Regions from separate parts of the Mus musculus genome. Here all the other regions are linked to region 6. The links are chromatin contacts, called in public HiCAR-type, HiChIP or PLAC-seq and promoter capture Hi-C maps. All regions are on one chromosome and are shown on one strand. Each heading gives the region's core, a stretch centred on a gene start, on an enhancer-like site or on the middle of the called end of the contact. The rest is flanking DNA. Distances are from core to core; before and after follow the strand shown.

Region 1 (2,700 bases), core at 200-2,699, 1.3 Mb before region 6:
ATAGAATTTCAAGAGAGGAAAAGTTAGCTGGATATGAAAGTATTTCCCCAACAGGAACCTGAACTGAACAGGCTCACTTGTACCCATTAATGATATTCTCCGCTGTCTCTGTGACAAAGCCCAGGGTCCCAGATTCAACTTTTTAGTAACCCTGAGTAAGGGCATCCTCCAAGTTAGGAGCCATGACACAAGATTTGCTCTTACAATACTAAAAGTTAAAGATGCATCCTCTGCCCGTGTTCTATGAAGCTACAGCTCAACATCATCAACAAAACAACTTTTAACAGGTAAGAACACAATGTCGTCCCCCCCCCCCCTTCTGCTGTAATCCAGATTCGAAATACTAGAGCTGCAACTCCTAAAATTCACGTTGGGAGCCTCACTTCAGTAGCCTCCTTCACGCTGTTTGATTTCGCCAAGTTATTACATAAATGCAAAGTACTCCACACACGCAAAAGGGACACGTCTCTTGTCAACAAAGGCGGAGGACTTGGATACCCCCCCCGCGCGCCCCGCGCGCGCGCGTCCCCTCTCCATTCCCCCAACACCCCCCCCCCCCGCAAAAGCCAGCAGCTGCGGACACACAAATAGTTCTTTAAAGCAGTGAGGTGAGTAGTTTTTCCCTAGAGCCAAATAAACAAACCAACAAGCAACCCCTTCTTAAAAAGCGGTGAGAACCCGGCAAGGGCGGGCACGCACCGCGGAGTTCACTTCTCCGGTGGTCCCTCTTCTGCCTACCCGGTATCAAGTGGTCCAAAGCTTTGTTTCAGAACGTCTGTACCCTTTCCAGGCTCGGGCCTCTAGCCCGCCACTCAGGGGTCTGGGAAAGAGACGAGGAACTCAGCAAAGATAAAGTAGCCCTAGACCCCGTCCTGGCTTCCCAATCCCACAGCCTGCCCGATCTAGCGCCAGTAGCACGCACCTCCCACCGGCGGCGATCAGCCAGAGTCCGCTCCCTCCCGGGCCCCGGGCCAGCCAGGGACTGCTGTTTAAATCCCCACTTGGCTCAGGCCCGCAGCGGCGACAGCAGCTGGAAGCTAGGGCTGTCCCCTCTCCCTGATGGCCCGCGCCCAGCTGCAGGGCCCCCGAGCCAGCAAGAGACGTCCAACCCCGGGATGACCCATTCCTTCCTCTACTCGGGTCACCGCGGCCGTCCCGAGCCACGCGTGATCGCGGGTCCCACTCCACACACACACGCTGCCCTGGCTGGGGTGGCTCGGGTGGGGACTCTGTGGAATCGCCCTAGGAGAGCGCTCCGGGGAAGGAGCCACCGAGATCTAGGAACACCGAGACGCGGGGACGCGGCAATTACCGTGCAAAAAGCTCCACGCCCGCCCGGCAGTCCCGCGCCACACTCGGGAGGCCGCCGCAGCGCCCGCCGGAGGAGGAGACCACTCACTGGCCACCCCACCCCTGAGCCATCCCCGGAGACCAAGGCGTGGGGCGGAGCTAAGGCGGAGCCTTGAGTCTTCGAACCAATCCTGAGAGGCTGCTTTCTGCCAGACAGCGGGCGGAGCCAATGGGCGGGACGAGACGCTCCTCCCGCGCTACCCCCCAGTCCACGTCCTCCACGGTACACAATGGCCCCAGAGGAAGGCCCACTCCACTGCGTCCCACTTGGAGAAGAACTCGTTGGGAAATGGACCTAGGCTAGCCTGGAACAAAAGTGGAACGAGGAAAGGAACTGAAAAAGTAGCAGCAAGGCGCCGGGGAGCTAACCAATGAGGGGTGCGCAGGTGGGCGTGAGCGCCCCGAGCGGGAGTCTAAGCCAACTGGGGCTAAAAGGCGGGACTTCCTGCCTCACTCACCTTCCTAGTCTTTGTTTCATAGCAACAGAGTAGAGGCTGCCAGGGTGGTGCTGCTTTTCAGCTCTGGGCGGGTCCCAGGCTTAAGAAATTCATCTCCCTAGGGCTGCCAAACTGCTACCCAGGAGAGCAGCCAAATAGGTCCAAGACCATGTTTCTTGTTGACTGTCAAATAAAGAGCAGCAGTCCCATAGCTCCTAAGATGAAGGTTACCCTCACATAGAGTAGGCTAGGAGTAAAACCCGAGTGCCAACTAAAACTTCCTAAATTTCTGAAATGTTTCCCTTTTACTATTAGTTCTAGAAGGATTCCAGATCAAACATCAGGCTGATGAGAAAGCAAATACTTGACAACTCTCAGCTAAATAGTCTCTGTAAATCGTCCCAGGACAGTAAAAACTCCACACAATGGGGATTACTAATCTGTTTGACACCTTTATATTCCAAACAAGTTTTCCCCTGGATTCCAGTAAAGAACTCTGCTGTTGGATTTTTGCCAGAGTCACTTTTCTTCTATGTAGATGAATCTTCATTTTAATGACAACCCTGTTTCTGCCATCCTCTTCCAGTGTTCGTCTCTTTCTGGGCTCCGTCCTTGATAGCCGTGTAAAAGAAAACAGTCTGGTAACGCTTACAGTGAAATGCCAGGGCCCTTCTGTCATCAGAATCACACATTAGACAAGTTCCATGATTCTCTCTATTTGGTTCACCATGCTCGTACCATTTGCCCCAGGTTTACATACCTGGGAGTGATTTCCTCTGTCATTGGTAGTATGGATACACCTCACACCTTGAGCTCCTGGGTGTAATACTTTGCACTTTTTAAAAATGTCATACGTGCATACATGCATAAGCATACATATGTACATACATACATACATACATATAAGCATTTT
Region 2 (2,700 bases), core at 32-2,531, 1.4 Mb after region 6:
AGAACCGTACACTTCTCAACCTTCTTAATTCTGGGACCCTTTAATACAATTACTCATGTTGTGGTTGATCCACCCCAACCATAAAATTATTCATGTTACTACTTCATAACTGTAATTTTGCTACTGTTATGAATTGTAATGTAAATAGTTTTGGAGATAGATAGAGGTTTGGCAAGGGAGGTCTCAACCCAAAAGTTGATAACCACTGTATAAAGAGCCCAGTGCCTAGGTTTCCTCTCTCCTAACTGATTGGACAGCATGAAGCAAACATAGCTTCCCTGTAACTTCCTTCTGCTTGGAAGTGAGAGATCAGATCTTGGGTCTAGACTCCATCTTAGGGAACCTGACCTAAAATCGAACTATAGTTAACTAAAAAGCCTGAACCTAGCACCAGTTTCAAGGTTACTCCCCAACAAGCCATCATCTAGCACTAGTTTCCAGGTTCCAAGCCTGCCCCTGGCACTCCACTTCCTAACAACCACCAATCAGGAGGGAAACAGGAGTTTTAAGTTTATGGTTTGGCTCCCTAGCACCAGCGAATTATGTTAAAGGGCAATAAAATCCCATAATAGCCCCCAATCCGATGTGTGCCCAGCTAGAAATCCCTCTTGCTTGCTTCCCGTTTCCTATAAAACATTGTCTTGCTGAGCGCTCGGAGCTCCCCCTTCTGCTCTGTTTCATTAGAGAAGGCAGTGTGGCCCAAGCTTGAGTTTCCAATAAAGAGTTGGCTCCTTAGTGGTCTTTGGGGGTTCACAAAATTGGTACAAAAAGGTACTGTGGTCCCGTGAAATAGTATCATGTAACTACACGTTAAAACCTTTGCAATCATTAGACAATTACACACCCCACTCTCCTCCTGTGTGCTTTGATTACCTTAGGTATTTTATAATAGGAAAAGCTTGCTAGTATTATACTAGTTAAGTGGTTTTTACAAGTGGTTCAATCAGTTTATTAAAATAGTTGACTTAGGCATCTGCAACAGTGATTTCAGCCTCCACTCCTGGCTCAATACTGATTGGAAGAAACTTAACCATCACAGGACTGTGCAAGGCAACGATTGGCCGGTGGACTCTCAGGAGGAAACGAGCCTTGTCTTTTAATCTCCACCACATGGTGTTTTTCTTGGAGTGATTCTTGGTGTCTTGTAGGCATGCAAGCTGCCTTTTCCCTTTTCCATTTCTTTTTCCTTTTGCTTCTGGTCAAGTCAGCACACACCTCAGAGATTGCACATTCTGTCTACTGAGGATCATTCCAATTATGTGAATCACCACTTCCCAGTGCACAGGCATCTTGCCAGTGCTTGAAAGCCATGCCTCAAAACTGTTTTGTTCTTCTGCTGGAGCAAGCAAGCAGCAGTGAGTCATCTTAGGTAGAAGACATTCTGCTTCTTCTAATGTAACAAAGCATCTATGTTTCACGTTAGAATAGGAATGTGTTTGCTTTTTAATCCTTAAAAGACTCCAGCGTCTTTCCTGAAACTCTGGTCTTCTGTTTTTCATTCCAGACCTACCATTATAAGGTATTGAGGTTCTTTTTTTTTTTTTTTCAATTCATCTTCTCACTTAGCTCTCGTGTCATTTGAGGATGATGGACAGCATGACTGATGTATCCCCATTTGACAGCTGAGTAAACTGATGCCTCAGTAAGGTGAAATAGTCTCTGATCTAAATATAGAGAGGGGCTGTGACCATGAAGGAATATACAGTGTCTATAAACCCCAGGCTCTGGGATAAATGCTGATTATGGAACTGTTTTCATCTGGCCTGAGTTCAAAGCCATGAACTCCACAGTCTCTTAGTCCCAGGGGAGAAGCAACTTTGTATTGCTTTCACCTTTTGGCTGATAGTTCATTTCTGTAAGGAAGGATTATGGACCAAAAAAAAAAAAAAGCTAATTAAAAATTATATGAATTGCAGTACTTTAAGTAATTGTTTGTAAGGCCAATCCTACTAAATGAATCACTCATTTATCTCTAATACTTGGCCCCATTTTTCTAATCTACCCAGCATGGCTATCACAAGGTTGTCTTAGTTACTTAACTACCCATGATATGTCCCTGCATAGCCACTTCTAACCTCAGGGATTGTTCTGTTATTGTATTTGATTTGATGAATTATAATTAACTACATGGAAATACAATTGCGCCAAAGAAATCCAGTGACTGAAAACTGGGAACCGATCCAAGACTGGTTGGTTTGTGATGGAGACACAATGTCCTACATAACTGGCTTGAATTATAATTGGTCACATTAAAGTCTAATGTTGTCTAACTCTGAGTACCAGAACAGCATTCCGTTTTTATGGTGCACTGCTGAATAATTTTGGAATTAAGACACACAGTAACCTGATGCTAACTCACACTGTAAATCTGACTTCCAAATTCCCAATTAGCTGAAGTTGGGCATGCAGCCTGGATGTTTAAAAGGAGTGAAGAGTAACATTTGTTTAGAGATTTTAATTTAGGATCCGTTCTTCCCCTTCAGGTTAAGTCAGTGTGAGCCTTTAGCCTTCCCTGAAAGTACCAGGAAACTGAGTTACAGAATCCTTTTCTGAGCTTCTTTTCTTTATTTTTTGGCTGAGAGATCCTACTGACCTGGGGGCCTCGTTCCATTGGTCAAATTCTATTGAGAAAGTCTGAGAGGCCCAGTCACAAATTCTCATTCTCCGGTCTTTCCTACCTTGTTTCCTGACAGTGTTCAA
Region 3 (2,700 bases), core at 23-2,522, 1.0 Mb after region 6:
TCCCCACCAAAAATGTTGGCCATCTATATTACTATGACCAATTTATTTTAAATAATAATCCCAATCTAGAAACTTCTATTATGGATCAGGATCAAGATGATCTTTCTTCTCTAATTTTTCTCCTTTTACAGACTAACTTGGCATTGTGGGCAGATTTTATACAAGAATTCTTCCAGACCTGTCTGGAAGAGGGTAAGAGCTTAAAACTGCCAAGAGAAATGATATGTGTCCCATTGATGGAAAAGAAAGTACGATAAATAACTCTTTAATTTCTTCTTACAGAATAAAACAAACACGGGATTTAGAGGGAAAAAAAAGCAATAGAACACAGTTATCACTAAGCTACCATGATTACAGGAGGGACTTTTGTCTATCACTCTTGACAACTATAGGCTCTGCCTTGGGGATATTCCAAACTTTCCCCACTACCGCAAGCGGGAACTTTAGGTCCTATATTGAGGGCCATTCCAAACACTTATTTCATTTGCCTTCTCCACTTCCCATTTTCTAAGAGTATTGTTGCAAAAGCACTAAGTCGTTTGAACCATAGTAATTAGCCCACAAGTTTACTTACTACATAACAAGTGCTGCTCAGAAATGTCCTAAGTATTCACAGTTGTTAGTTTACAAAGTCTAGCAAAGGAAAACATAAACTAGAAAGAGATCTAAATGATAAGGGCGCTCATCGCTAGAGATAGGTTTTTCTACCCTTTCTACTTTGGGTATTTTATTATATTTAAAACAAGATTTGTGTTTGGTAGACGGTGCGTGACTGTTTTGAAAAATGGGCAGACTGTCTTCCCCAGTCCTCCCTGCCATTACAAAACTTGTTTACTTTCTCCACAAAATGATCAAGTCTGAAAAACTACACCTTCCACAGTGCGGAAGTTTCCTTCCTGAGCACAGAAGCCAGAGGAAGGGATGTAAGGACCCCCGCGCGGGGTCTTCGCCTCACCTAAGGGGGAGCGTCCCCCTGGGGTCCAGCCAGCACCCGGCGCTGGGGGCAAGGCACGCACCTGGACGGGGGCTTCAGATTGCTCTTTCGGAGTAGCTCCTCCTCGTAGCGGAGCAGCTTCAGCTTCTCCACTAAGTCTTCCATCACCACGAACATGTGGTAGGCCGCTCCTGGCCCGCGCTCCACCACAGCCTCCCCTGCGCCTTCCCCGCGAGCCCGAGACACCCCATCGTCCAAGCCCGACGGCGGGATCACCGCGGCCGCGGCGGCCATCCCTGCTCAGACCCCCAGCGCCCGGCTGGGCTCCGGCCAGGATCTCTGCAGCCTTCGCCGCCCGCACCCCACAGACCGCACAGTCCCCACCGTTACCAGGCAACCGCAGGGCAGCCGGTCACCACGGCAACCAGACCCGCCTCCTTCGCTCCCAGCCGGCCTCTCTAAATTTTCACCAATCAAAGCTGGATTCTTACGTGACGTCACGCCATGCTGGTCCCTGGCCTAGGGGGTAGCTCCGCCCTATGGGCGTGGCGCATCGTCCCCCACCTCTTCCGCCTCTCCCGCGCGCCTTAAAGGCGTAGGGTCCCCAGCTATTTAGCGCTGCATGCTGAGTACAGCCAAGAGGAGCACAGGATCTGGTATTCTGCTCAGGGCTGCTGAATGAACAGACATCTGGTCATCGAGGTAGCAATTCAAAGGACTGAAACGAAGCAGAACAGAGTGTTGGAGGTTATGCTTGCTCAGTGATTCTTGTTTTATTTTCTCAAAGTGGGAAGTTGTGGTGAAACTCGCTGTCCTTAGGTTCACATTACCTCAGAAATTCCACCCGCAAGACTGCTAGTCTATTTCTTAACTTAATTGCTTATTAGATAGTGCTAGACTTACGAGTATATTCTAAATAAGACTTAAAGTCTTACAATGATCTTATCTCACTCCATTAGGAAAGCGGTTGCTTGGAAGAGGGCAGCTTGGGAAAAGATTTATACCACACACACATTGGCCTCAATCTGTTCCGAGCCCATGCAGATTTAAATTCTTGAGTACTAATGAAATCCCACAAAATATAGTATCTGGAAAGGAAGTGCTGCATTGTAGCACTTACATTTAGATAAGAACATTTCTGCTATTATGTCAGCACGTATTGACCTAGAAAACACATGGAGACATAACTGACCAGGGATGTGACTTATCCTTACAATAAAGTACTGCATCAGGCAATCTTTCTTGTAGTTAAAGATAAGAAGTGAAGCGAAGAGAAGTTGCCTAGCTACTTCTTAAGATAACTCAGAAGCAAGAGGTGTAACATTTGTCTGATTAACCCTGTGCCTGTTAAGGGGTCATCAACAGCTTATATCACACCCTAAATAATGTAGCAGGATCATATTTTTGACATAATTAAAATCTGAATCATATTTGTAAAAATCCTTGTGATAAAAGGAAGAGTTTTTCTTTCTAATCAGCCTTGTTTCTAATGCTAATAAAGGTATCCAAATGAAAAACATTGCTATTCATCAAATAAAAGACACACATAAAACTACTGATTTATGTAGAAAATAAAATGGAGATGAGAAATCCAAGGATAACTGGGTAATTGCACGCCTCACAGGTGGAGGTCAGAGGACAACCTTCTATATCAGTCCTCAACTACTACTTTGAGACAGACAGCTTTTCTGTAAACTTTTTTTAAATTTCTTTTGTTTTAATTAGGTATTTATTTCATTTACATTTCCAATGCTATCCTAAAAGTC
Region 4 (2,700 bases), core at 152-2,651, 1.7 Mb after region 6:
ATAAAAGAGGGTTGCGTTCAACCATAATAAAAATATATGACTGGAATGCACTTATTCTTAATTCCACACAGTTCTGAAAACAATCCAAATGTATTTTTGGATCCGTGGAACACTTACATAAATATCTACATAAATACTTACACATAAAAAAAGGAGTCCTGTTTATACATACAACCTGAATGAATTGCCCTGATTATCTTCGGTGAATGAAGCCACTCAATATTCAACAAAGAAAACAAAACAGACATAGAAAATAGGCACTTGTGATATCTATTCCAGTTGTCAACTAAGGCTACATCTGGAATGAACTAAATCCAGAAATGGAGGGCACATCTGCCCAGATCTTGAGGCTGGAAGACACAGGCTTCAGACATGGGGCGATGTGCTTTTGATCCAGATCTCGAGGCATAGTGGCCATGAAAAGCGTAGGCCCAGGCAAGGTAGTACATACCTTTAATCCCAGGGGAATGAGACAAGTCTCCTGAGTTCAAGGCCAGCTGGGATTGCAAGTTCCAAATCCAGGTGTGGTGATTCATACCTTTAATCTGGGCTCTACCTCCTACTGGAGGACTACATAAGGACAATGGAAGAGGGAATTCTCACTCTTCTTTGCCTGCTTACACTGACTTTCCAGTTGGAACCTACTTCTTCAGGATTCCCGCTTACACAGATGACCAGCGAAAACAACTAGTGTTGAGGGAGTGAGCAACTACTAGATTCCTGGACTTCCCAGTCACAGCTAGCTTCCCCACTTGTTGGGTTAGTAGGAGCGAAACTTTAAGTCCTTACAATAAATCCACTTAATATAAAGGGATACTCCATAAGTTCTGTGACTCTAGAGAACCCTGACTAATACAGCACCTTAAAAAAAGATCCGGAACACACACACACACACACACACACACACACAGTGCGCTCGCATACACCCCAAAGCCTCCTGGTTTGGGTCCGTACACACACACACACACACACACACACACACACACACACACACTGCGCTCGCATACACCCCAAAGCCTCCTGGTTTGGGTCCGTACACAATCCCCTCCTGGCACCCACTCGTTGCGCACACCCAGTCGCTGTCGCCAGTGCAAGGACAGCGAAGCAGCTGCAGGTCTGCCCAGGGCGAGACCTCCATCTTCCGGCCCCACAAGAAAACAGGAGGGGACCGAAGGAGGGGACACCCACTCGCACCCCGAACCTCCTTACCTCCAAGTGCCTCAGCAGCTGAGTGGCGTTCGCCTCCGACTTAACGGCCTTGTACTGACTGATGCTCAGGAGCAGGGACTTCAAGCAGGCGGTGGAATCCATGCCGACGAGCCGGCCTGTCAGCGACCACCGACACCAGCCACCCTCTGTCTTCAGCGGTCGCCGCGCATTTTTTGATTTTTTTTAAGCCCCACCCCTCTTGCGCCTGGCAGCTTCCTGTTCCGGTCGGACTCCGGAAGTCTGGGAGCAGCGGGTGGGACTGCAGTCGGTGATTGGCAGGGTGGGCCTGGGTTCCAGGCGCTGGGGTTGCGGGAAGGTGGCAGGGAGCCATCCCCTCCCACCCCCGCCGCAGTCCCCCTTTGGCGGAGAGGCCGCGAGGTTTCGGCTGGAGGTCCGCGAACACGCGGGAATCTCGCGAGACGAGCTCGTGCGGGCTCATTCTGTGGAGGGCTTCTGGGGCGAACGGGGGTCTCCGTGCCGCGCGGGCTCGGTCCCCGGGCCTTCCTCGGCCTGGGCGCGGCGGGCTCGGCTTTCCGTGCGTGCCTCAGCCTCTGCCCGAGACACGGCCGCTCCCCCCTAGTCTAGACACGGTGAGGAACTCGGAGCCGCCGAAGCTGGGGGTGGGGGCGTAGGTTTGGAGGCGGCGGGAGAGGGGCCTCAGGTTCTGCGGCCCTGGTCCCTGGTGGCCGCAGGCGACTCGCGCAGGCTAAGACCTGTGGCGGTCGGGGTTCCGTGATGAGGCAGCCGGAACTTTACGGTAGGATTTGTCAGAACCCCCCATAGAGAGAGAGCATCCCGGAGTCGCTCCCGGACGCGTTCTTGTCAGCTTTGATGTCTGTAGGCTGAGGGGCCTGTTCTTGTCTGGCGTGATTATTTTGCACATTTCTGTGGCGTCAAAAAAAAAAAAAAAAAAAAAAAAAAAGAAAGAAAGGCACCGTTGAGAATTTTATTATTATTATTATTTTAATCGGAGGTAATGATGTGCACGGATCTAATAACGAAGTGAGTCAGCAACTGGTTCAGGAGCTTAAGCTAGGTTGTGGGATCGAGTAAATGCCCATTTGACTAAGTTCTTCTGAAATTGTGGGAATTCAGGGAACGTTCCTTTTTGTTTTTTGTTTTTTTCTCGTTTGTATTGGTACCTTTTAAAGACGTCATTTATGTTCATATTAAAAGAAAATAAAAGTAAAGCTAACTGATGGCTGGAAAAAGATTGTGCCGTTGAGATAGTCACATGAGAGTTTGTAGCTAGTGCATTCATTCATGCATTCATTCATTCCATTTTAAACAAACATGTATAACGGGGCTAGGGATTGACTGTCACTCAGAACAAAGATGAGGACGTGGTGCCTGCGGAGAAGCAACCATCTAATAATAGTCCAAATAGGAAAGTACTGTTGGAATTCACTACATAAACGAGGAATGCGTCATCACTAAAACGAAGAGCAGCCAGTTTGCTGACAAGTATTTTTGCACCTTTCTCTTTGTGTC
Region 5 (2,700 bases), core at 177-2,676, 1.7 Mb before region 6:
AATCACAGCTGAAGACAGAGTTTAATAATTTCAAGCACGAAAGGAAAGGGATTCAAAGATCCGTGTCTGTGTTTGTCTGTGCGCTTGCGCATTCGTGTGTGTGTGTGTGTGTGTGTGTGTGTGTGTGTGTCTGTACGAAGCTTCTGCCTGCACACTTAGACACCCCCCATATCCACTTGCAAGTAGCTGGTGGTTCCCAATCTTTTGAAGACAAAGTCCCGTGAGGCTAGTTAGCATTCCCTGCTGGAGACTGGCTTCACACAGGGGGTGACCCTGTGATGCACCAAAGACTATTTCATGCCCTTGCGAGGTGGTTCAGGGACCAGGATTTTATTATGCTGAGGGCATTAAGAGTTGTGATCCTGCAATCTTGAGTTAGAGCCACTTACGGTCCCAACAGCTCCACCCTGGTGTTTTAGAGGAAAATATTCCTTTATGCTTTCTGCATGAACTGAAAGCGACACGGCTTCCCGATGCTACGCCTAGGAGGTGGTTCAAGCTTTTGAAATTGCCTGAGAAGCCCCGTCCATCTGCTGGATGCCTGGCTTTCTGGAAAGGACCAGGAGGCGTAGGTTTTTAATCTGAGTAACTCTGGATTTTGTTTTGTAACTTCAAATCGTCACCTAATTAAAAGTAAACGTGACTTTTTTTTTCTTTAAAGAACGTTTTGAAAATCAGTGTGGCGACGTGTGTTATGGTCTAGAGTCCTAATTCTCACCGGGAAGGAGATGGGGGCGAAGGGGGAGCACAAAAATCTCTTCTGCTTTTCGGTACTGGATAGTTGATTAAATGATTTGCTTTGATAAAGTGTACGCCAGCCAGGACTAGGGGAACAGAAGAACGGCGAATTCGAGAAGGAGTAACCTTCTCTTCAAAGTGGGGGAAATTACTCTCAACCACCAGTAGCTGTTTCCGTGAGCCTCCGGGTGGAGAATCTCCATCTTTTCCACCTCCTCAGTCCTAGTCCAAGAGGACCCAAGGTGAGCTCTTCGCCCCAACAACTCTACAGAAGGTGAAGGCGGTACCCTCGTCGAGAAGAAAAATCCCTAAGGAGTGAGCCAGTGGACTGGGCTTCGGAGTGCAAGAAGACAGCTATGTGGCCAGGCTGGGAGGACAGCAAAAGATCTCAGATCCTATGTCTTTGGGGCGCTGAGAATCCCCTGGTAAGAGCCAGACACTGGCGAATCCAGCCCGTCACGCCCCCTACTCTCGATCCCGCTCTTCATTGGCCAGCGTGTCCTGTGGGAGGCGGAGTCGATGTCAGCCCCGCCCACCAGAGCGCGGGGGCTGGGGCATCAGGCTCTTCTCCCACCAGGGGCCGCCAGCTCTGCTCAGTCTCCGACTTGGTCCTGCAGCGCCTCTAGGCTGCGGATCGGCGCTCCAACCACCTGCTCCGCGCTGCCGCCGAGGAAGCTGGGCGGGAGAGAGGAGCGGGAGGAGCAGGAGGAGCGGGAGGAGCGGGAGGAGGAGACAGGCAGCTTACACACGCCTTCCCGTCCTCCACTCAGAGCAGCCGGAGCCCGCGGCCGCCGCCACTGCTCCAGCTGCCGCCGCTACAGCCTCTGCCTCGGCTGCCACCTGAGGAGACCCACCGTCGGGACCCCGCGGCGCTGCCCCGCCGACCCTTCTCTGCTCCCGGTGATCCGTGCACGGTGCAACTCTCATCACTCTTCTTATCCTCTCCTTTGCAAGAAGAGAAACTACTAGAAGACAGCATCCAAAAAGAAACCGCGTCTACCTTGACTGACTACTGAAGCGTCTCCTGGAATAAGAGGGTCGCCCGTCCTGGGAGTAGCTGCCAGAGACACTGAGGAAGGGTGTGGAGGGGGGGAGGGAGGAGTTGCGGGTTCCGCGTGGAGGAAAGTTGCGTGTGGCACAGACCCGACGGCGCAGCGCCACAGTCCCCGGGGGACCGTGTGTCTTGGAAAAAAGTCGCTGTCCCCCTAAGGCGAGACCCACAAGCGAGCGGGCCCCGTGGGCCCGGGGACGACGCCCCCTCCTGCGGCGTGGACTTTGTCGGTGGCCTTCTAGGAGGAGGAATATGGCATCTAAGGTGTCCCCTTCTTGCCGTCTGGTTTTCTGCCTCTTGATCTCCGCCGCGGTCCTCAGACCAGGTAAGCTTTTGGCCTCTGAACAGCCCCACTGTAGTGGTTGTTGCGGACCGGGGGCGGTTCCCCGGGAGGCCTGGGGCTGTGCGCTCTAGCGTGTGCTTAGCAAAGTATGGGAGCCATAAAGGCGCGCGGGGGACACAGATCTGTCCCTGGGAACAGTCACCTGTGTCACACGTTTTAGGCTTGACTGGTCTGCTCAGGTTTGGGCAGCGAGATTGAAAACTAAGCACATCTCCAGGAACTTTGGGTGAGGCTTAGCTTGAGGGTGCAGGACCCCCCCCCCCCCGGCAAGATCTGCTGAACTCTCTCCCCCGCACCGTCCCTCCAGTCTCTTGGTATCAAAGTACAATTCACTGCACTCAGAGCAGTTTCCTTTCGCTGGGCTTTGAGGTGAAATAACTGCTGGCACTTTGTCACGATAAATCCCCTAAGTAACTTCCTCTTGGTCATAATGTGAAGACCTGGGAGGAATGGCAGGGGATAAGGAGGGTTTTGACTATCTTTTTTTTTTTAATAATAATAATACTGAAATAGAAGCTGCATTGTCTAGTGGGTAGCTAGTGTAGGGTTGATGGCAGCCGAGTCACGC
Region 6 (2,700 bases), core at 85-2,584:
AATTATGGTCGTCGTTTGGGGCAACAAGCACTCATGAGGAAGAAGAGATAGGATGAGGCTCTTTTACAGTGCAGATGCAAAAGGGACTACGCTATAAGCAAGACATGTAAGCATCCTATATGGAAAACACTAGAAAGTCTTGTTGAATGTCACAGAACTGGATTTTCAATAAAAGGAAAGATAAATTCCGTTCTCCAATGGGAAAGCACATCAAATTATTCTCCGTTTCTCCAAAAGTATTTTAATGAAGCTATATTCTATTGTTTATATGGGAAAAAATAATGTAAAAGCAAGCCGCAATGAGGCAGGCCTAAGCCCTTTCAGACATTGCAATACGCTGCACAGACTACAATTAAAAAGGATAAATTTCGAATATGACAATATCTAATCAATGTGGAAAAGAAAAATTATATAGATCAGGACTCATGTACAGTGTAGAAATTGACATAGGTGGTATCTCACATCCCTAGAAGTAAAGAGGAAAAGGAATTTTATAAAGTTATCTTGTTAGAATAGGTAGACAGTCATTTGAAAACCGAAAAATCATCTAGGTAAAATTTCCACCAGTCTTACCAATATGCAGAAACAGTCAAATAGAGAGAGTGAAGGATACTCTGGGAGGAGACCCATCCTAGTCAATGTCAAGAAAACAGCAAAGAGGGGGTGGAGAACTGAACTAAATGGAATGAAGACCGATAATTGACATCTAAATGTGTTATGTAATCAACTTAATCCTAGATTTAAATTCTACCAACAAACGATAAAGTAAAAATTGAATATTTTTTGGAACAACTGAGGAAATTAAATCATATTAACTCTATCAGATAGAGGTTACTAAACTTGTTACATTTCTTGACCCCTGCTGTATTTTAAGCCTGTAGTCAAATATGGGCACATACGTAGCAGAATTCGAGTATATTCTTGTTGCTCAGAATCAGGGAGATAAGAGGGGTGGAGATTGAAGCTGCCACCCAGAGACTAGAAATCGGGGATGCTGCAAAATACTAAGTCACTTCACCTTATGGACACATTGTATGATCACCTAGCCCGAATCTCTACCACCACGGGTGCTTGAGAAACCCCGATGGAGAAAAATCGCTTATTCTGAGAAACTAGGTTGAAGCACAGGATCTCGCCGCTTACACAGGTCTAGTATGGATGTTATCTCTGGGGGAAGGTAGACACTGTTCACAACTAATTCAGAATCCAGTGTGTGTTCTTCCGCCCACAGCACCAGCGGCGACTGGTTCCTAGCCGCAGCTCAGCCAGCAGCCAAAGCTAAGCGGTGGGCGTGACCTGCTCTGTGGGAGGAGCCTTAAGGTAGGCGGGACGTGGACCGGCACCGCGCGTGCGTAGAGCTGTCAGCCGCACCCAGGCCGCGCTTCTAGCAAAGTTGCAAAGCAACGGGCAGACCTGTCAGAACGGTGAAGATCCCGGCGATGGAAAAAAGGCGAAACTGCTCCGCGTAGGCTGCTCGGAGTGGCATCGCACCTTGTTCGAGTCCGAAGAAGTTCCCGCTTCTCTAAGCCGGCTGAAGGGATGCGAGTCTCCTCTTGTCCCAACGGGACTGTGTCCTGACACAGAGTGGACTCCGCCCCAAGAGTGCGAGCGTCCTGAGCGTTCAGGGCATCCTGAGCCGCGGAAGGCATCCGGCCACACCCCGCTCTTTACCCGCCAACGCCAGCCCAGGTAAAAAGAAAAAAACTTTACGTGCTTTAAGATTCCTCTGGAGAGTCGCCAATTAGAGAGTTACCAGTTCTGTGACCACCCCACCCCCGCCCCCCAGGAAGAGCGAAATCTGTCACGTACTCATCTTTCACAACCTTGCATAGGAGGAGGAAACACCCACTCACGGCCGCCGGCCTTAAACGCTTGCAGATTTGCGATGGCAGGCAAATCCTTCACTTTCTGGGAGCTGGCGCCGCGTCTCTGGTGCTTGCAGAAAGGATCCAGTTTCTGTAAGGATGCCCAGGCTTCGATTGCACCTGGTTCTGAACACCAGCCCAGGAATCCCACGTACCTGTTTGCGCCTCCTCCCCTGGCCGGTTACCAGTCAAGACCGCCAGGAACCTCTTAGAACAGTAGCCAAACCGGCTAGTCTTTTATTCTGAATCGGTCACTTTCCGTGGCTAGTAAAGTCCAACACTTTGGATAAATTGGCTTAGTGTAAAAAGGTAAACTATTGTGTTTTGATAATGTCTCTTTTGCTGTGATATGTCCAGTGTGATCATTTAAAACATACTGAAAAGTGTATAGAAGAATGTTGAAATTCTACATAATCCCAACAAACTTAAAACAACTTGAAAAGCTTTATGTATGCTTTTAACCCTCTTTTTTTTTCAGTGCTCACTTGGTAAGACCACTTACTGAACAACTAGGTTGTTGAAGCTGTTTAACATTTGTTGAAAAACAGCACAGAAAATAGTATGCCGATTACAAATGCAGTTCAGTACTTAAACAAACATACTCTGGCAACAGTCTAGATGATATAATCTAGTACAAGCCTCCTTCATCGCAGTCCGTAACAAAGAAAGCACACTCATGCTAAATATAGACACTGCCTTAGCATTAAGTATTCTAATTGTTCTTTCTGTCATAATAGTTATCCATCCAATAGTCTGCAGTGCCCTGCTCCTTTCATTCCACACTGTATTTGAGTTTATGCATGCTGTTTCACGCAATTGGGTCGTTTAAAAATAT
Region 7 (2,700 bases), core at 27-2,526, 1.5 Mb after region 6:
CAGTGAGTCACACAGGGATGGGTGGGGGGCTTTGCCTTCAATGAGGATGGAACAATCCTGTAAGGGACAGACTGTTTCCAAACTGTCCTCGTGCCCAGTCTCTAGGCCATGGCCAGGTGAAGCTGGTGCTGCTTGCCTTAGAACTTTATTCATGCCTGCCAAGTTGAAGGAGACTGGCAGGAAGTGGGAAGAAAAGGTCCAAGGTAGCTGGTTACTGAGAACTTACCTTGGGCCTGAAGTAATAGTTTTCAACTGTCCTACTGCTTGGGGCTCTATAGTGACCTTATGCACATAAAGTAGAAACTCCTCTGGTTTTAACTACTCACTCTGTGACAGATTTTTTTGCTTGTTCCCAACTTTAGTCTAGAACCATCCAAGGAAAGAAATTCTAGAACATGCTCATCTTCCTTAGCTCCATGGCCACAACTGTACAACCCATCTCAGGTTATAGTCCACATAAGCGTGGATCCTACATGTTTCTTGATTAGGATAGTCTACCTACAAGTTCAAAGCACCTAACTATGGCAATGCCTGCTCCACAGTGCTAAGAGACATTTTTGTCAATTGTCACCAAATACAGGGACCAGTTAAGCAAAGTTAGATAACTTGAATATCCCTTCCTCATCATGGACCAGACTCCATGAAGCATATACTAAGGGCTCTTCTCTGAGTGCTATGCATGAAGAAATGGAGGAAAGGAGAAGTGTGCCTGCTTCTAACATCAAAATTGATTCTTACATCTGTTAAGTCTTTTGTGTGAAATTGTAGTAGAGAGATGTCTCATGCCACTGAGAATCAAAAAGCCATCCATTAATCCAAGAGGTGGTTATAGTCCTTTGGATCAGAACATTTTCTTCATCATCTCCTTAGCCTGCTATTCTTGCCACATACTTATTTCTTAAAGGCTTGCTTCCAGTTGTCTTTTTTTTTTTTAATGAAGAGAAACTCCTTATTCTTCTCGAACCTGGAAAACAGAATGTATGTCTGTGTGTGCTCTGACATTCCAGGGATGTCCCAAACCCATGTGAGCCCTTTCCAGAGGGAAACAGGTCTCAGCAGCTCTCCATGGGCTTCAAAGGGAGGCAAGGGGGTCAGGCAATTAATTACCTGCTAGCAGAGAGCAGGCTCAGGTGACTCACCCCAAGGACATACTTTGTCACTCTCCATTTCTGCCTCCCCTCCCCCACTGGAAAAGATGCTGCAATCATATCACTGGTTTGTTCTAGACATAGAGTGCATCAGGAAACTTTCCCTGTATTTATGGCAGTTGAAGGATTTTAGGCTCTTCTTCTGTGAATCGGGAGCAGTGAGTCATCACACTGCCCAGCAAGGTTTCCCTATTCATTTCCTGCCAGAAGCAATTTCTGACTCACTTGTTTTATTCGTTCTTAAAAAACAGCTGTGACAAGGTGAAATGTGGGTGGGGTTTGAAGGCCCCATGACCTCCCGAAGTTGAGAATTGAAGCACAGGGGAGGCCCCTCCCTAAGAAAATCCTTTCTATGGCCTTGCTGGGCAGGCTCTGCACAGGACACCCTGAAACAGTGGGGTGACACTTCTCCAGCCGAGGCCACCAGTCAAACCACTTCCCTAGAGCCCTCCAACTGGCCCTTATGATTGAGACTGCTGTCCAGGCAGCAGTGGGATCTTTCCAGAGCTACCAATGATTCAGCCTTCTCAGACTTAGATCTCAGTGTCTTCCATGTAGCCAATTTTTAGCCTCCTTCGACAAGGTCGATATTTATGATTGGCAATCCTATCAGCGTACCTTGAGGGGCTACCAGTAATTCATTTACCAGAAATGAGCAGGCTCAACATGAACCAAGTTTTGAGAGCAAATGGAGCACCGGTGCTGGGAGCCGTGCTCACTGCTTTTCCGGCCTTGTAGAAAAGGTAGCTACTTCTATTATCCAATTTCTTCTAATTCCCTTGTCCTAAAGGCAGATGCCATTTACAAACCATGTTTCAAGGAAACTCTCAGTGAGGAAGCAGAGATGTCCCTGCCCAGCATCCATGGCTGAGTTCATTGTTGTTTCTTCCAGTTTCTGTATACAGCACTGGCCTCCTGACAGAGACATGGAAAGACCTTTCTGTGCTTCAGGGAGGAGCCAGAAGTTGAATCCTGGGACCTAGAAAGCAGGACTCCAGAATTTGGTACCAACCCCTGGCTCACTTCTGACCACCTTCCTCCTAGTTTTCAGTTTGACCTAATTCAAACTCACTTGCTTGGCTACTGTGGAAAGAATTCACTCCAAATTCCAAGGTCCCTTTGTACTTTTGAAATCCCCTTTGCTCCGTGAATTGCTCAGTATTCTGCACTAATAAGTTAAAGGTCCAACGCTCAGAGCTTACAAGTTAGCCTGGCATGAAGGGCTTAAAAAAATATAAATCTAGAATGCTTTTCCACTTCAAGCGTTTATCAATTCCATACTCCCTGGACACGTAGAATTTAATAAGTGGGGGAAGAACTTTATTTGAGCTTGTTTGGCTATTAAAAAAAAAAGATTTAAAGAGAAAAGCAAGACATTCCTTGCTATACTAATCCATGTGATGCCCCCAAGGCCCGAAGCAACAGGCTGTACAGCATTTCAAAGGGATTGTACCTTTTTCTCAAGTTCCTTTGCTTTAGCTCTGAGTTTATTGACTTGCGATTCTGCGGCCTCTGCCCTCTCCTTGGCTTCATTCAGCTCATGTTGCTGCTT

What was found. Promoter capture Hi-C pulls out the DNA fragments that hold promoters and counts their contacts. HiCAR-type assays count read pairs that join an accessible place to other places. HiChIP or PLAC-seq counts read pairs in DNA pulled down with a chosen protein or histone mark. Capture Hi-C pulls out chosen DNA fragments and counts their contacts.
Region 1: a promoter capture Hi-C map of pre-B cells shows a contact between it and region 6. The contact joins the promoter of Cblb here to the promoter of Dubr in region 6. A contact is called at or near these places in 1 of 39 promoter capture datasets (pre-B cells), 2 of 484 Hi-C or Micro-C datasets (both in uterus) and 1 of 115 datasets of contacts at active chromatin or transcription factors (astrocytes).
Region 2: an H3K4me3 HiChIP or PLAC-seq map of forebrain shows a contact between it and region 6, with 9 times the contacts expected there. The contact joins the enhancer-like site here to the promoter of Dubr in region 6. A contact is called at or near these places in 16 of 39 promoter capture datasets (the 3T3-L1 cell line, 3T3-L1-derived adipocytes, the C10 cell line and 11 more), 1 of 15 datasets of contacts at CTCF or cohesin (pro-B cells), 26 of 484 Hi-C or Micro-C datasets (the Ba/F3 cell line, the C2C12 cell line, CD4 T cells and 20 more), 6 of 115 datasets of contacts at active chromatin or transcription factors (astrocytes, embryonic stem cells, forebrain and 3 more) and 1 of 9 other capture datasets (embryonic stem cells).
Region 3: a contact with region 6 is called in a promoter capture Hi-C map of pre-B cells, with 3 times the contacts expected there. The contact joins the promoter of Ift57 here to the promoter of Dubr in region 6. A contact is called at or near these places in 9 of 39 promoter capture datasets (the 3T3-L1 cell line, 3T3-L1-derived adipocytes, the C10 cell line and 3 more), 1 of 15 datasets of contacts at CTCF or cohesin (pro-B cells), 14 of 484 Hi-C or Micro-C datasets (CD4 T cells, CD8 T cells, LSK cells and 8 more), 5 of 115 datasets of contacts at active chromatin or transcription factors (astrocytes, fibro-adipogenic progenitors, large pre-B cells and 2 more) and 2 of 9 other capture datasets (adipose tissue and liver).
Region 4: an H3K27ac HiChIP or PLAC-seq map of embryonic stem cells shows a contact between it and region 6, with 12 times the contacts expected there. The contact joins the promoter of Cip2a here to the promoter of Dubr in region 6. A contact is called at or near these places in 14 of 39 promoter capture datasets (the 3T3-L1 cell line, 3T3-L1-derived adipocytes, the C10 cell line and 9 more), 7 of 484 Hi-C or Micro-C datasets (CD4 T cells, cardiomyocytes, centrocytes and 3 more), 8 of 115 datasets of contacts at active chromatin or transcription factors (astrocytes, embryonic forebrain, embryonic stem cells and 5 more) and 1 of 9 other capture datasets (liver).
Region 5: a contact with region 6 is called in a promoter capture Hi-C map of liver, with 3 times the contacts expected there. The contact joins the promoter of Alcam here to the promoter of Dubr in region 6. A contact is called at or near these places in 1 of 39 promoter capture datasets (pre-B cells), 1 of 484 Hi-C or Micro-C datasets (uterus) and 1 of 9 other capture datasets (liver).
Region 7: a contact with region 6 is called in a HiCAR-type map of astrocytes, with 5 times the contacts expected there. The contact joins the enhancer-like site here to the promoter of Dubr in region 6. A contact is called at or near these places in 10 of 39 promoter capture datasets (the 3T3-L1 cell line, the C10 cell line, the HPC-7 cell line and 7 more) and 4 of 115 datasets of contacts at active chromatin or transcription factors (acute myeloid leukemia, astrocytes, large pre-B cells and 1 more).

What each region holds. Positions count from the first base shown.
Region 1 is chr16:52,030,298-52,032,997 of GRCm38.p6, reverse strand. It overlaps Cblb (Casitas B-lineage lymphoma b), which reads right to left and starts at 1,449. Exons shown (of 18, transcript NM_001033238.1): 1 at 1,313-1,449.
Region 2 is chr16:49,287,877-49,290,576 of GRCm38.p6, reverse strand. No RefSeq gene overlaps it. Among named protein-coding and RNA genes, the nearest start is that of 1700026J12Rik, 33 kb to the right of the region's middle. Within about 2 kb of position 1,281, at least 83 of the 459 cell types and tissues checked have an H3K27ac peak or open chromatin away from gene starts, as enhancers often do. A contact at or near this core is called in the C2C12 cell line, adipose-derived mesenchymal stem cells, astrocytes and 6 more, where this site is marked.
Region 3 is chr16:49,697,866-49,700,565 of GRCm38.p6, reverse strand. Ift57 (intraflagellar transport 57) reads right to left here and starts at 1,272. Exons shown (of 11, transcript NM_028680.3): 1 at 1,017-1,272. The coding sequence starts at 1,228.
Region 4 is chr16:48,992,889-48,995,588 of GRCm38.p6, reverse strand. Cip2a (cell proliferation regulating inhibitor of protein phosphatase 2A) reads right to left here and starts at 1,401. Exons shown (of 21, transcript NM_172616.2): 1 at 1,210-1,401. The coding sequence starts at 1,311. Dzip3 (DAZ interacting protein 3, zinc finger) reads left to right here and starts at 1,447. Exons shown (of 32, transcript NM_001110017.2): 1 at 1,447-1,799.
Region 5 is chr16:52,451,807-52,454,506 of GRCm38.p6, reverse strand. Alcam (activated leukocyte cell adhesion molecule) reads left to right here and starts at 1,426. Exons shown (of 16, transcript NM_009655.3): 1 at 1,426-2,114. The coding sequence starts at 2,042.
Region 6 is chr16:50,731,407-50,734,106 of GRCm38.p6, reverse strand. It overlaps Dubr (Dppa2 upstream binding RNA), which reads left to right and starts at 1,334. Exons shown (of 2, transcript NR_028300.1): 1 at 1,334-1,689.
Region 7 is chr16:49,196,792-49,199,491 of GRCm38.p6, reverse strand. It overlaps Myh15 (myosin, heavy chain 15), which reads right to left. Exons shown (of 41, transcript NM_001166210.2): 40 at 2,602-2,700; 41 at 1-964. The coding sequence ends at 950. Among named protein-coding and RNA genes, the nearest start is that of 1700026J12Rik, 58 kb to the left of the region's middle. Within about 2 kb of position 1,276, at least 28 of the 459 cell types and tissues checked have an H3K27ac peak or open chromatin away from gene starts, as enhancers often do. A contact at or near this core is called in astrocytes, where this site is marked.